Regions from separate parts of the Gossypium hirsutum genome. Here region 1 is linked to region 2. Evidence: chromatin contacts called from public Hi-C data. All regions are on one chromosome and are shown on one strand. The core of a region is the stretch at or near the end of the contact, and the rest is flanking DNA. Distances in the headings are between cores, read along the strand shown. Region 1 holds the start of LOC107892830 (pentatricopeptide repeat-containing protein At3g04760, chloroplastic). Region 2 holds the start of LOC107892668 (peroxisome biogenesis protein 12).

Region 1 (6,809 bases), core at 3,412-5,911, 240 kb after region 2:
TATAATTTGCCTATTGATGGAAATGATGTTTACTCATATGGTAATTTTATTTCTATATGGCTTATTAAGCTTTTAAAGCTTACTTTGTATGCTGTTTCCCTTTTTTATGGATTATCGAAGCTAGCTTGGATATCGATGATCATCAGGAACCGTCATCACACTATCGACTACTTGTTGGTTTTTTTGGATACTTTGTAAATATGGTATATGGCATGTATAGGCTAGTAAGTTGATGATAAGTTTTGAGTTATGATATTAGCCATGAGATTTGGCTTGTAAATGTTGGTGTGTATTTAACCATATAAGTTGGCTTAATTCATAAGTTGGATAAGTGATATACGATGCATATAATGTCTTATATTTTGGCAAGTTTAGTATGGATTCATGTGTTTGCTAGATGGTTAATTGATTTGGCTAATTATCAATGATGTGTCATGGTTGAAAAATGGCATGTTGTGAGTTGGTTTTAAGATGATGAATTGATATGTTTTGAGACATGAAATAGTTAATAAAATGGTGAGAAAATACATATAGAAGTTAAGGTTATGGCATATTGTTTTGGCATGATTTTGGTTATGGATTTGAGTAGTGAAATGGATGGAATTTAAATTGCATGAAATGTGCATGAAATGGTCATTTTTGGTATTTGTATGTGAAAATGATGCCAAATGAATGCTTTTAGGTACATGAATGATAGTGGGAATAATGGCTTAAATCAAGCCTATTTTCGTGCCACACGATTGAACACACGGGTGTGTGACTCGACTGTATGACCCCTAAATCTTAGTTAAACAAGTCAGTGAGTTACACGGCTTATACACACGGGCATGTCTACTGGCCGTTGTGGCACACGAACTGGCACATGGGTGTGTGGCCGGCTATGTGGCCAAGTCAGTATACCCTCCAGTTTTTACATGGTCATAGCACACGGGCGCGTCTTCGGCTATGTGATGCAAGTCAGTATGTATGTCTTATTTCCATACAGCCTGTGACACGAGCGTGTCTGATGGCCGTGTGAGGCATATGACCTGTTCACACGAGCGTGTGAACCCTGTATGGATAAAAATTTTCTAAGTTTCCCAAAGTTTTCAAATGTTATCAGTTTAGTCCCGAACCTCTTCCAAGCATGTTTTAAGGTCTCGTAGAGCCTTATAAGGGACAATGTGAATATGTTGAATGTATTTTGATTATGAATGCATAAATGTATGTGAATGATGTTTATTGATCAGTAATGCATTGTAGCCCTATTTCAGCAACGAATACAGGTTAGGGGTGTTACAGGGCTCCATCGTTCCCTTTCAACACGAAATTACCAACGCTTCTACTCTTCCAAGAGCAAATATGGTTTGCCATGGATCCTAAATCATGACATGTAATCCGGCTCACACGTTAACTCTGGAATGATAATCGGTTCACGAGTAGGTATATTTTATACCAATTTTTCCACATCTTGATATATTCTGAGTGAAAGACCGGCCAATATGTATTCGATCACCGTAAGACGATTTTGTGTTCTTCATTGAGCACATCAGGTGACACAAAAATTGATTGTCGAAATTCGAATTGTCGCAACACTCTATCTGTCTGGTGCATCTAGACAATAGCGTAATTGACCAATGGGACCTTAACATACCAGATATTTGGATTTATAGGGATTCATCTGGAATTACTATCCAAATTGACGGATCCTGGTATGGTGTCCATTGAAACTATATGAACGTCATAAAAATATTAGTTATATATATGATACTAAATGTGAAATACGAAATCAACTATGTTATGTATATATAGTTCAAAATGAAATAGATACTTACATGTGCTTCGGAACGTTAGTCTAATAGAAGCCATATATCTTCAAGAGCGGTAAGTATTCCCCTGTAACTCATCGAATGGTTCCACATATTTAAATAAAATTTTAGCATAAAATTATATTTTAAATCTATGTAATAATTGTAAAATCTAAAATAAATTTTACTTCGTTAAGAGTGGGAATGTATATGGGTTATTCACTCAATGATGTAAAAATGGAAAGCAAAACTGAGCCCATGATTGTAGCTGTGAGATGCAACCTCCAATTTTAATTTTATTTGGTTGCGTCGCCTGACATATCTCTCAGTACAATGCCGACAACACAGAAGACCCTCAACTGAGTTCGCCAGCTGCTTTAAAATTGACGAGTTTCAGTAGCCACCTCAGATGTACGAGGTTTTGTGACTTGCCCGGCATCAGGTAACCTCCAAGGATCTCAACGATGTATGCCTGAGCGTATCGTATTCTTTCTACTTCAGTCGGATCATCCCCTGGCTTCGAGAATATGTCTCGTAACCAGTCCATCTCGATCTGACCTCCGTAAGTATTATCTGGAATTACACCCAAAAGATCATAGCATATAGCTCCTCAATTAGTAGATTAAGCGAACCAGATAAGTAAGGACCCATCCACCAATAACCTCAATTGTAACTGCACATCCTCTAAAGTGATGGTACACTCTCCGCATGGAAGATGAAATGTGTGCGTCTCAGGTCTCCACCTCTCTTCGAACGCGCTGATGTGTTTCGGGTCCAACTTGCACCCCTGGCCTATATCGGTCATGTGCCAAAAACTCGCTTCCCTCAAGTAATTTTCTATCAACAGTGATGGAGGATCAGACATATTACTAATATAACATTGTAACACCCAATCTACCAACTATTATAAAAAAATATTAATTAAATCACATAAATGAAAAAAACTAAATAATATTAAAAAATTAAAATTAACCCTTACCATTTTTATTTGGTCGATGGAGATATATTTATCATCGAGACAAATTAATTGTCCGGCCATTGCTAACACGATCAAATTTCTTAGAAATTATAAAAAAATAATACTAATTTAGACAAAAATTAAAAACTTAGAGAGCTTTTAGAGCTTTTTTGAGAAAATTAGAGAGAAATTTGGAAGAAATGTAATTTGGAGGAAATTTTGTGTGAAAAAAATGGGTGAGGGTTTATAATTTTTTTCATAATCGTTGGCCCCAGCGGTAAAATTTTTATGTTGACCACTGGGGCAAAAACACGAGCTAAAATGCGCCTACGTAAGCGCGCTTTTGCCATGTCAAAAGTGCTTCCACGTCAGCGTGCTTTTGCTGACATGGCAAAAGCGCTTCCACGAGAAGGCGCTTTTTTGAAATTTCCCCTTAAAATGCTTTCATGTAGGCGTGTTTTGTGTTTTTTGGACCATTCTAGTAAATAATATTTTAAGTAGCCCATTTCCGTAAATAATGTTGGAAATGGGCCTTTTTTAGTAAAATACCCTATTTATCAATCACTTAATGTTAAAAGCAATTAAATTCATTTTCTAAATTAACATCAATTGTTATATTAATAAATTAAAAATCGAAACTTATTTGTTTTCCAAGGCAGTATTCCTCAATTTTAATGATCTCATTTCATGAATCACAAAGTTGTATTCCTAATTGGCCTACAACTAATGGTTGGGAATGTTTGAATTCTGATGGGTCGATAAGGATTGACGAGGGATTTGCCGTTGATGGAGGTTGTGTGAGGACTCATAATAGTGAGCGGATCATTGGGTTTGCTAGATATTTGGGTAATTGTACAGTGTTAGAGGCAAAGCTTTGGGGGATCTTGGACGGGTTAAACTTTATTTTGGATAGACGCTTCGAGAAGATCCTAATCAAAACAGATAGTCTTGAAGCTCTTAATGCGATTATGGAATATACTTCGGGGAACTCTAATTTTGCCATAGTCAGGAGAATTCATCAGACTTTGAAAATAGTGAAGTAGTGAGAAATTCAACATATTCCCAGAGAGGATAACTTAATTTCTTATAGTTTAGCCAAAACAGTTCGTACTAGTGTCACGGGACTAGATCACGTTAGTCGTAACACTAGGAGATTAGGCTTAAGACTGTTTTAGGATTCTCCTTTGAGGGTCTAGTTTATTTACTTTGTATATTCCTTTCTTTCTTTCACCAAAAAAAAATTAAAATTATGAAGTAATTTTTAAAAAAAATATTATTATCAAGTAACATAATTATTTGGGTTAGTATTTGGTGTAACTTTAAAATTTGTGTTTTCTAGAAAATTTTAATATTTTACTATATTCTTTATAGGGCACTTGTCAATTCACTAACTCAGCTTGTAGAGTCTAAAAACTCCATTGCCAATGTATCAAATATTATTCTTAATTATTTTGTGTATTTGATTTTTATAAACATAACAACTAGTTTTATAATGTAAATTCAACGCTTAAAAAATTCTATATTAAAAATTTTGCACACACTTTATCAAACATCTAAATTAGTTTGTATAATATAAAACAAATATTTTAATTTCTAAATTATAGGAATTTTTTAAAATTAAAACACCATTTTTAAATTTAAAAAAATAGATTAATTAAATTGATATAATTTAATTTGAATTTATAAGTAAAATAATTATTTTGTTCATGGTAAATAAATAAATAAATAATTCTATAAGCAAATAGAAAATGTTGTTAAGTATTTTTTTTAATACTTTAATATATTATAAGGACGCATTAAATTATTGTAAACCTATTTGTAAAGTGTTTTTTAATTTTAATTTCGACATTTTATTTTCAAAAATCAAAGTATTACATATTAATTGTAAATTTGTAATAGTTAATAGGAGATTGAACCAACTTCCAGCCCACGATTTATGGGGAAAAGTTGAAAATGGAAATATCGGGTCCATTTATTGGGAGTAAATGCAAAATGGACAGTGGGCTTCCCGGGTCAAACAGCACCCGAATCCAACCCGATAGCCAAGACAGATTCCCTATCCTTAAGCTATATCACGAAATCCAATTGAAAATCTGTGTGACATAATGGACAAGCGTTGAACACCATCAAGCCACTCGGCCACCCAATTCGAACACCCCAAATTTTCAGCTTTATCACCTTTTTCCTTTCACTTTTACAGGTACACTCACTTCCTTCCTTCGGCCTTTTTCTTTTTTATATAGCAAAATGATCTTCCTTGAACATTAAACACCAGACTATAAAAAAAAGCCTTTAATTTATCAATGACAGTACTGTTTTCAACTGAGTTGATTCCTCATGGCCTACCCTTTCATCCACAACAACTAAAACCAGTTTCAAATTCATCTTCACATCACACTTCTTTGGTGAGTTGCTTGAGCCATGAGGGTACTAAAGACAGTATTAGGAAGTCTAGGAACAATCAAAAGGTCAGGGTTTCAGCTGAAACAAGACCAACCCATCTCTCATCTTTTGATTTTAAAGAATCCCATTTGATGAAATTGCTCAATAGGTCCTGCAAGTCAGGCAAGTATCATGAAGCATTTTACTTTCTGGAATGCATGGTTGGGAAAGGTTACAAGCCTGATGTTGTTCTTTGTACAAAGATGATTAAAGGGTTTTTCAATGGAAGGAATGTTGAGAAAGCTATTAGGGTGATGGAGATCTTGGAAAAATATGGGGAACCTGATGTTTTTGCTTATAATGCATTGATCAGTGGGTTTTGTAAGATGAACCGTCTCGATTTTGCTAACAAAGTACTTGATAGAATGAGAAGTAGAGGGTTTTCACCTGATGTTGTTACATACAATATCATGATTGGTAGTTTATGTAGTAGAGGGAAACTTGATTCAGCTTATAAGGTTTTGAACCAGCTGTTGAAAGATAATTGTAAGCCTTCTGTTATCACTTATACAATTCTGATTGAGGCAACTATTCTTCAAGGCGGTATCAATGAAGCTATGAAACTTTTGGATGAAATGTTAGCCAATGGACTTAGACCTGATATGTTCACTTACAATGCAATTATAAGAGGAATGTGCAAAGATGGTATGGTAGGCAGAGCTTTTGAGTTTGTTAGGGGCTTAAATGCTAGGGGTTGTCAGCCAGATGTTATTTCTTACAACATTTTGTTAAGAGCACTTTTGAACCAGGGGAAGTGGGTTGAAGGTGAGAAACTAGTGACAGAAATGGTTTCTAGAGGTTGTGAACCAAATGTTGTTACTTACAGCATTTTGATCAGTTGTCTTTGTCGCGAAGGGAAGGTCGAGGAAGCAGTAAATGTATTGAAGATGATGAAAGAAAGGGGTTTGACCCCTGATGCTTACAGTTATGATCCATTGATTTCTGCATTCTGCAAAGAAAGGAGATTAGATTTGGCAATTGAGTTTCTAGATTATATGATCTCTGATGGTTGCTTACCAGATATTGTAAACTACAACACAATCTTATCTACCCTTTGTAAGAATGGAAAAGCTGATCAGGCTTTGGAAATCTTTGAGAAGCTAAGTGAAGTAGGATGTCCTCCAAATGTGAGTTCTTACAACACAATGTTCACTGCACTGTGGAGCACAGGGGATAAATTCAAGGCCTTGGAAATGATATTGGAGATGCTAAATAAAAGAATAGGTCCTGATGAGATTACTTACAATTCACTCATCTCATGTTTGTGCAGAGATGGGATCGTAGATGAAGCTATTGAATTGCTGATAGACATGGGAAGAAGTAAGATTCAACCAACGGTTATCAGTTACAATATCGTTCTTCTCGGTTTATGCAAAGTACATCGAATCGACGATGCCATTGAAGTGTTGGCGGCAATGGTAGAGAAGGGATGTCAGCCAAACGAAACAACTTACGTATTGTTGACCGAAGGGATTGGTTTTGCCGGATGGCGTTCTCAAGCTATGGAGTTGGCCAATGCTCTCTTCAGAATGAAAGCTATTTCTGAAGATTCATTCAAACGTTTGACCAAAACTTTTCCTTTGCTTGATGTTTACAAGGAGTTTGCTCTTTCTGATTCTGAT
Region 2 (6,274 bases), core at 851-3,350:
TTTTTTATTTTTTTTTACTATTTCGGAATTAACTACCAAGGCCAAGACTTGTTCATGGCTGAAAACCCCATTACCTTAGCCTTTGGCTTACTTAGATGATATGATCTATCTACCTTATCGATGTACTTTTTCTAGTTTTTCCTATCTTTTGGTTAATGAGAAAACTAAAAAATGTATCAGCTGCCAAAACCTTCTGGAGATATCTCAAAGCAACAGCCTCAGTTTCATCAGAATCAACTTGTGCCACATGGAGAATTTTCTAGCCATGCTTACCCATCTTCTACTGCTCCTCCTACAAAGCCTCGTATGCGTTGGACACCTGAGCTTCATGAGGCCTTTTTGGAAGCTGTTAATCAGCTGGGTGGCAGCGAACGTGTGTATTTTCATCTCATTAGCATGTAGGCAAATTATCTGTTTACATCATTTGCTAATTTCATCGAGTAATTTAAACTTACAGGAGCTACTCCGAAAGGCATCTTAAAACTAATGAATGTTGAAGGCCTAACAATCTATCATGTTAAAAGTCATCTGCAGGTCTGTTTGTAATCTCGTTTTATGGATCCTTTTTACTTTCTCAAACAATCTTATAAGTTTACTGGAACATTTTCCTGTTCGGAATCCAGAAATATAGAACTGCCAGATATATGCCAGAAACATCAGAAGGTAAGACAGCTATAATACTTTCAACAACATTTCACTGTATTTTCATAATATCATTTTGATTTTTCGTTAAGATGTATAATTTGCTTCTCATTGCAGGAACATCAGAGAAAAGAATCACTTCAATCGAGGAAATGAAATCGATAGACTTGAAGACGTAAGTAATCTTCTTTCCTTGTATCTTGAAGTAAAGTTTATCTACCATTTTTAAATTCTATTGAAGTCTCAATTATCTCTGTCTTGAGCTTCGAGCTATGATCTGCAAATTTATCAGAATGTGTAGTTTTAGCATAGTGAGCTTTGGCACTAACCTCACTTTCCTGTAAGAAAGTTTGAGTATATCTGTATGATTCTGGCCTTGTAATTTCTCGTCACAGGAGTATAGGAATTACTGAAGCACTGCGATTGCAGGTGGAAGTTCAGAAGCAGCTCCATGAACAACTTGAGGTATGCTACTGGTAACTAAGCATTTATTTGTTTCGGTCACAAACTATGCAGGTTAACTCAAAGCACGGCTATGGCTTTTTACTTATATTATAATAACTTCTTTTCCAAGATTTCACCACGTTAGGGTCTCGGAGCTTTTTATAATTAGCTACTTTAACATTGTTATGTGGAATTCTAATTTTCCCAGCATACCCTATTTTTAATTTTCCAAAAAAAGTCATGTTGAACCCTTTTTTATCGAGTTGCTGCAGATAGTTTGCACCCCATGCATCGTTAAAAGCATGGATGTATGTGCTATATAGATGCACATATATTTTCTAATGCCGGTGACATTTTTTTCTCCAGATTCAGAGAAATTTGCAGCTACGAATCGAAGAACAAGGGAGGTATCTGCAAATGATGTTTGAGAAACAAAAAAAGGTGGAGGACGAAAAAGGTGGGGCTCCCTCTTCTGCCTCGGATGACCTTCTTGCACCATTACCAGGCTCAAAGCATCCACCTTGCAACAACGGTAAATCAGATTCAGAAGCTTTGGAGCAAGATCACTCAAGAACCGGGATTGGTCCAGGAAATGCTGGCACTAACGAGGACAAAAGCTCCTCAGGTGTAAGCACGAAGCAGAAGATGCCAGAAACAGAATCGACTGTCCATGATGAGTCCGGTTTCTCAGTCTCAAAACGTGCAAGAACAGAGAAATAGCAGGATACTTAAGACTTTTTAACATCTGATAAATAATCTTTTGTAGACAACATATCTCTGCTCCTGGAGATGATGTTGTTAATATAGATAAATCTGCTGATAGAAAGCAGGAGTTGTTGAAACATTACATCATACATTCTTCTTTATGTGTATTTCTCTAACATTTGACCACATGCAATATATTCTTTCATTTTGAAAGAATTATAAGCTATATGTCATGATCATAAAAAGGTCTAATAGGTGGAAGCAGATAAATGACATTTGGTAATAAAATCTTACGAGCAATTTGCCTTTCACAACTGGTTTCTTTTCATATGAACAAAAATGTAATTGCAGAAAATGCTGAGCACCAAACTGTTTTTATCTTCGATTTTTTTTAAAAAATAAACAAGGAAACCCAAAAAAGAAAAAGAATAATAATGTCATCATTGTGAAACCTAAATGTAAAATTAAAATTATGACGAAGAAATACCCAAATTAATCTAATAATTAAAGGGTTAATGTTATCAAACGTCCCTAAACTATCACCAGATTTTAAATTTGTCCTTAAACTTCAAAATATTTTAATTAACCTGGTATTTAATACCCAAGTTAATGGATATGCTGAGAGAATGATCTAAATTAATTTGATATTTGATACCTTGAGTCTGCAATTAGAACATTTTAAAGTTTTGGACTAATTTAAAATTCAGGTCATAGTTGAGGACGTCTAATGTAGTTAACCCATACTAAAATGTAAAATTGTTGTCATCCTAACGTGCTGAACCAAAGACCCTTGAAAATCGAAAACCCTGTCATCTGAAGACAACTGAAACAAAAAGAAAAAGAAACTAAATTAATATTCTAGAAACCAAATTGGAAAATAAAAAAAATAAACCTGGTCGAACCCGAAATCAAGATAGCCGAAGCTGGAAAGTTTCAGGAGAAGAGAACGAAGCGGCGGAACAAGAAGATGTTGTTTCAAGTGGGAGGACAAGGGGCTCGTCCCACCTTCTTTGAAATGGCTGCTGCTCAGCAACTCCCGGCTAGTCTCCGTGGAGCCCTTACTTACTCAATTGGGGTCACCCTCTATCTGTCTCTCTTTGCCTTTTTTTTTATTATTAAAAAAGCACTTTTTTTATGTATTTATGGAATACCCATTGTAGTTTTCCTTATTTATTTCTCAAAATTGTTCAGTTTTTCTATAAATTTTGCCTAGAGGGTCAAATCTTGGTTTTTATGTATATTCTTCTCTCTGAAACTTTTAGAATGAAATAAATTGATTGTTTAAATTATGTACTTGGGAAACAAGTTTCAGTTTGTTCCAAATTAGCTTCTTTTCTTATTGTTTAGTGGCATTTTTATATTTATTACAATTTCTATTTTCAGATTGTTGCATTAATTACAATTTTTTTTGGCTGCAATTATTGTTATTATAATCGAAGGTTAAGTACTTTGAGGTTTATTTGTGAATTTATAGGTATTGGCATTGAGAAGGCCGTTCCTTCATAAGGTGTTAGATTATGAAGATGAATTCTTTGCTTTGCTGATGTTGGTTCTTGAGACTCATAGTCTTCGAAATACAGGTTTCCTTCTGCTTTCATTTTCTTTTAGTTTCTTTATAACTTGAATTTCTTTTTTAGGTATTTTTTGCTCAGCGTGTATTTGAATCTTCCTATTTTCGCATTCTAGACAGTGCTTTATGTATCCTAGTTTTAGGTTTCTTCCGAATTACATTTTTTCTTTTTTTAAACTTTAATGCTCATTCTGATTTCACTACCATGCTTTCATTGTACATATAGAATAATAATCAGTTTTCCATTTTGTGTCTCTGTGAACTGTGGATTTGTTTTTGTTGCTTCTGTTTGATATATGTTGTAATCTATGATAGAAACAGTCTTCAAAAATGTCTGATGTGTTATATATGATTGTTCGTCCATTCACCCTTTGAAATTTGTTCCCTTATGAAGATGTGAGTGTTAAGGTTGTAGGGTGTAGGAGAAATAAGCGAAGTCTGAGCCATGTATTAGGATCTTGTGATAATGTATTTCATTCTGGTTGCTCTAATGTGATATGGAAAGCTTCTTAAATTTCAAGGCATGACTGAACTCCATGATCTCACTTGTTCAAAATGAGTTATGTAAGATCATCTCACATAGAACGAGCTTTCCTTGGTACTTTTTTAAACATCAATGAACCTTAGCCAGAAGCCTAGAACCGACCAGCTTGTTTGTGGAAGGAAGTTGTAGTACAAGGGCTTTTCCTTTTTTGAGAAAACTTAATTATTTGATGCATATGCAAAACTATCACTATCAGCCCTTAATGGAATTCAACATCTTTCTAACAAGTTTGTTACATTGGAACCTTATAACAATGGCCATTATATGTTGTTTGCACTGTTGGTGTAAATATTACCTTAATTTTGTTTGTTGTTGTTGGAAGATGCATGTTTGTTTCAATTGATGAGATTCATTTTTCTAATATACTGTTCTTATACAGATGCTTCTTTTTCTGAATCTCTATATGGTTTGCGGAGGAGAGCAGCAAAAATAAGAACAAAACAGGCTGATATCCGATCAAAGTCTAGTGATGGGATCCAACACTCTAGTCTAGAAAAGCGCCAGAGAGTTCTTTCAGTTGTATTTTTGGTAGAATTCTACATCTTTTTTTCCTCTTTTTTTCTTATTAAGATGTTTTAGGAAGCTTATAATCAAGTAATCTACTGAAGTTCTTCTGTATAAGTGGTTATATTTTGTTGTAGAAAATTACTTTGTGTATTTACAGCGTGAGCTCATTTACATGCTGTATGACCAACAACCTTTACTAGAGCAGTAGTAACCTCCGATTTGCTATGTGTTTCTAGGTTGTTTTGCCCTACCTCAAGTCAAAATTGCATTCAATTTATAACAAAGAAAGGGAAGCCAGGCTTCAAGCTAGTTTATGGGGTCCTGGTGATGAGAGATTTGAAGATGTTGACTACTTTGATGAAGCTGAGGCTTCTATTGCTTCAAGAACATCCACAGAAACTGAAGCTACAATAAGAACACGATTGGCAAAGAATATTCACAAAATTATAGGTGTATGTTATCCATGGCTTCATGCTACCACTGAAGGTGTGTTCAGATCTAAGTTATCATTTTGTACCCCTGTTTTCAAGAATGAAAGTAATTTATTAATCCAATCATTGTTCATGGATTGCCGTGACCTAAAGTGGTGACCAGTAAATAGTTAAATTGTGGTTGCTGAGCATGGGGCTTTCTAATTTTTTAATGATTTACAACATATCTAGTATAAATCTCCATGATGTAGGTTTTCTGATATTTATATTTGTAATGATTTCTTGAAAGAGCTTTGAGTGTCCATTAGCTGTTTTTGACCTTGCATTGGTTGGATCTCAAGTTACATGCTTTAATCTAATCTGGACTATTGTGATGCAGGACTAACATTTACTTATCAACTTTTATATCTGCTGGATGCTACTGGGTTCTATTCTGTTGGATTACATGCACTTGGGATTCATGTTTGTCGAGCAACGGGACAAGAATTGGTATTAGATTCAACAATAACTTCTGTTCTCTGTCTGCATGTATTACATTAATATCCATGGAGCAGTATTTGTGTTGCTTCATGCTTTTTCCAAGCCCTATAGACATGCATAGAGATACATGCTTGGTTACACAAGACCTAAGTGTTGATTATAATTTTATTGATTGTGCATTTCGTTCTTATTTATATTATATATATGCACACATACTCAGTATACTCATTTTGATGTCAAGGTAGATGGATACGTCTTCTAGAATATCCAAAATTCGAAATCGTGAGCGTGAGAGGCTTCCAGGTCCTCCATGGTTGAAGGTATTTTTCTGTAAATATTTTAGTTAGGACTATTGAGATTGTTTTCAAAGATATTCCATCTAACTTTAACTAATGTTATGTTAAATTTAGCATATTGATTAGACAATATAATTCCTTCAGGCAGTACAAGGAGCTTTGCTTAAATGCACATATGCGGTGTTGGACTATGCACAGACCGGCTTAATTGCTGCAGTATTTATCTTTAAAGTAAGTGTGGTTTACTGGTTATTAAATTTACCATCTTTTGTGGTTTAGCCGTTTAGGGGTAATATATATCATTGCTATCTAATAACTTCATCTGAAAAACATAATTTATGCAAAATATATGATATTACATTTTCCAAAGCAAAAATCTGTAATAGTTGGACCAAAGGAAACTATACCAATCAATTGCTTATTTGTTTTAGTCCAAACCTGTGAGCTCTACAATTAAGTTATTGCCATGATGACTTGTAATATTCCTCGATAGATGCTTTTTTAAACTCATATGAGTTTTTTCTTTAACCTTCATTCACTTTCCTTAAACCCATGCAATCACTGAGATTTGTTATTGATATTAATTAAATCTGACAATTCTTAAAAGTGTCTTCCTTTCCGGAGATAATATTTGTGTGTTAACTATTCCATGCCA

The links. A called contact is a pair of places that touch in the nucleus more often than the background predicts.
Region 1: a contact with region 2 is called in a Hi-C map of leaf, with 1.7 times the contacts expected there. The contact joins the promoter of LOC107892830 here to the promoter of LOC107892668 in region 2. A contact is called at or near these places in 3 of 34 Hi-C or Micro-C datasets (all in leaf).

What each region holds. Positions count from the first base shown.
Region 1 is chrA11:106,743,184-106,749,992 of Gossypium_hirsutum_v2.1, forward strand. It overlaps LOC107892830 (pentatricopeptide repeat-containing protein At3g04760, chloroplastic), which reads left to right and starts at 4,662. Exons shown (of 1, transcript XM_016817874.2): 1 at 4,662-6,809. The coding sequence starts at 5,049.
Region 2 is chrA11:106,502,480-106,508,753 of Gossypium_hirsutum_v2.1, forward strand. LOC107892668 (peroxisome biogenesis protein 12) reads left to right here and starts at 2,101. Exons shown (of 10, transcript XM_016817732.2): 1 at 2,101-2,866; 2 at 3,266-3,371; 3 at 4,285-4,433; 4 at 4,649-4,898; 5 at 5,223-5,332; 6 at 5,569-5,643; 7 at 5,764-5,850. The coding sequence starts at 2,759. LOC107892633 (protein PHR1-LIKE 1) reads left to right here. Exons shown (of 8, transcript XM_016817708.2): 3 at 181-373; 4 at 458-534; 5 at 624-663; 6 at 760-817; 7 at 1,038-1,107; 8 at 1,453-2,017. The coding sequence ends at 1,806.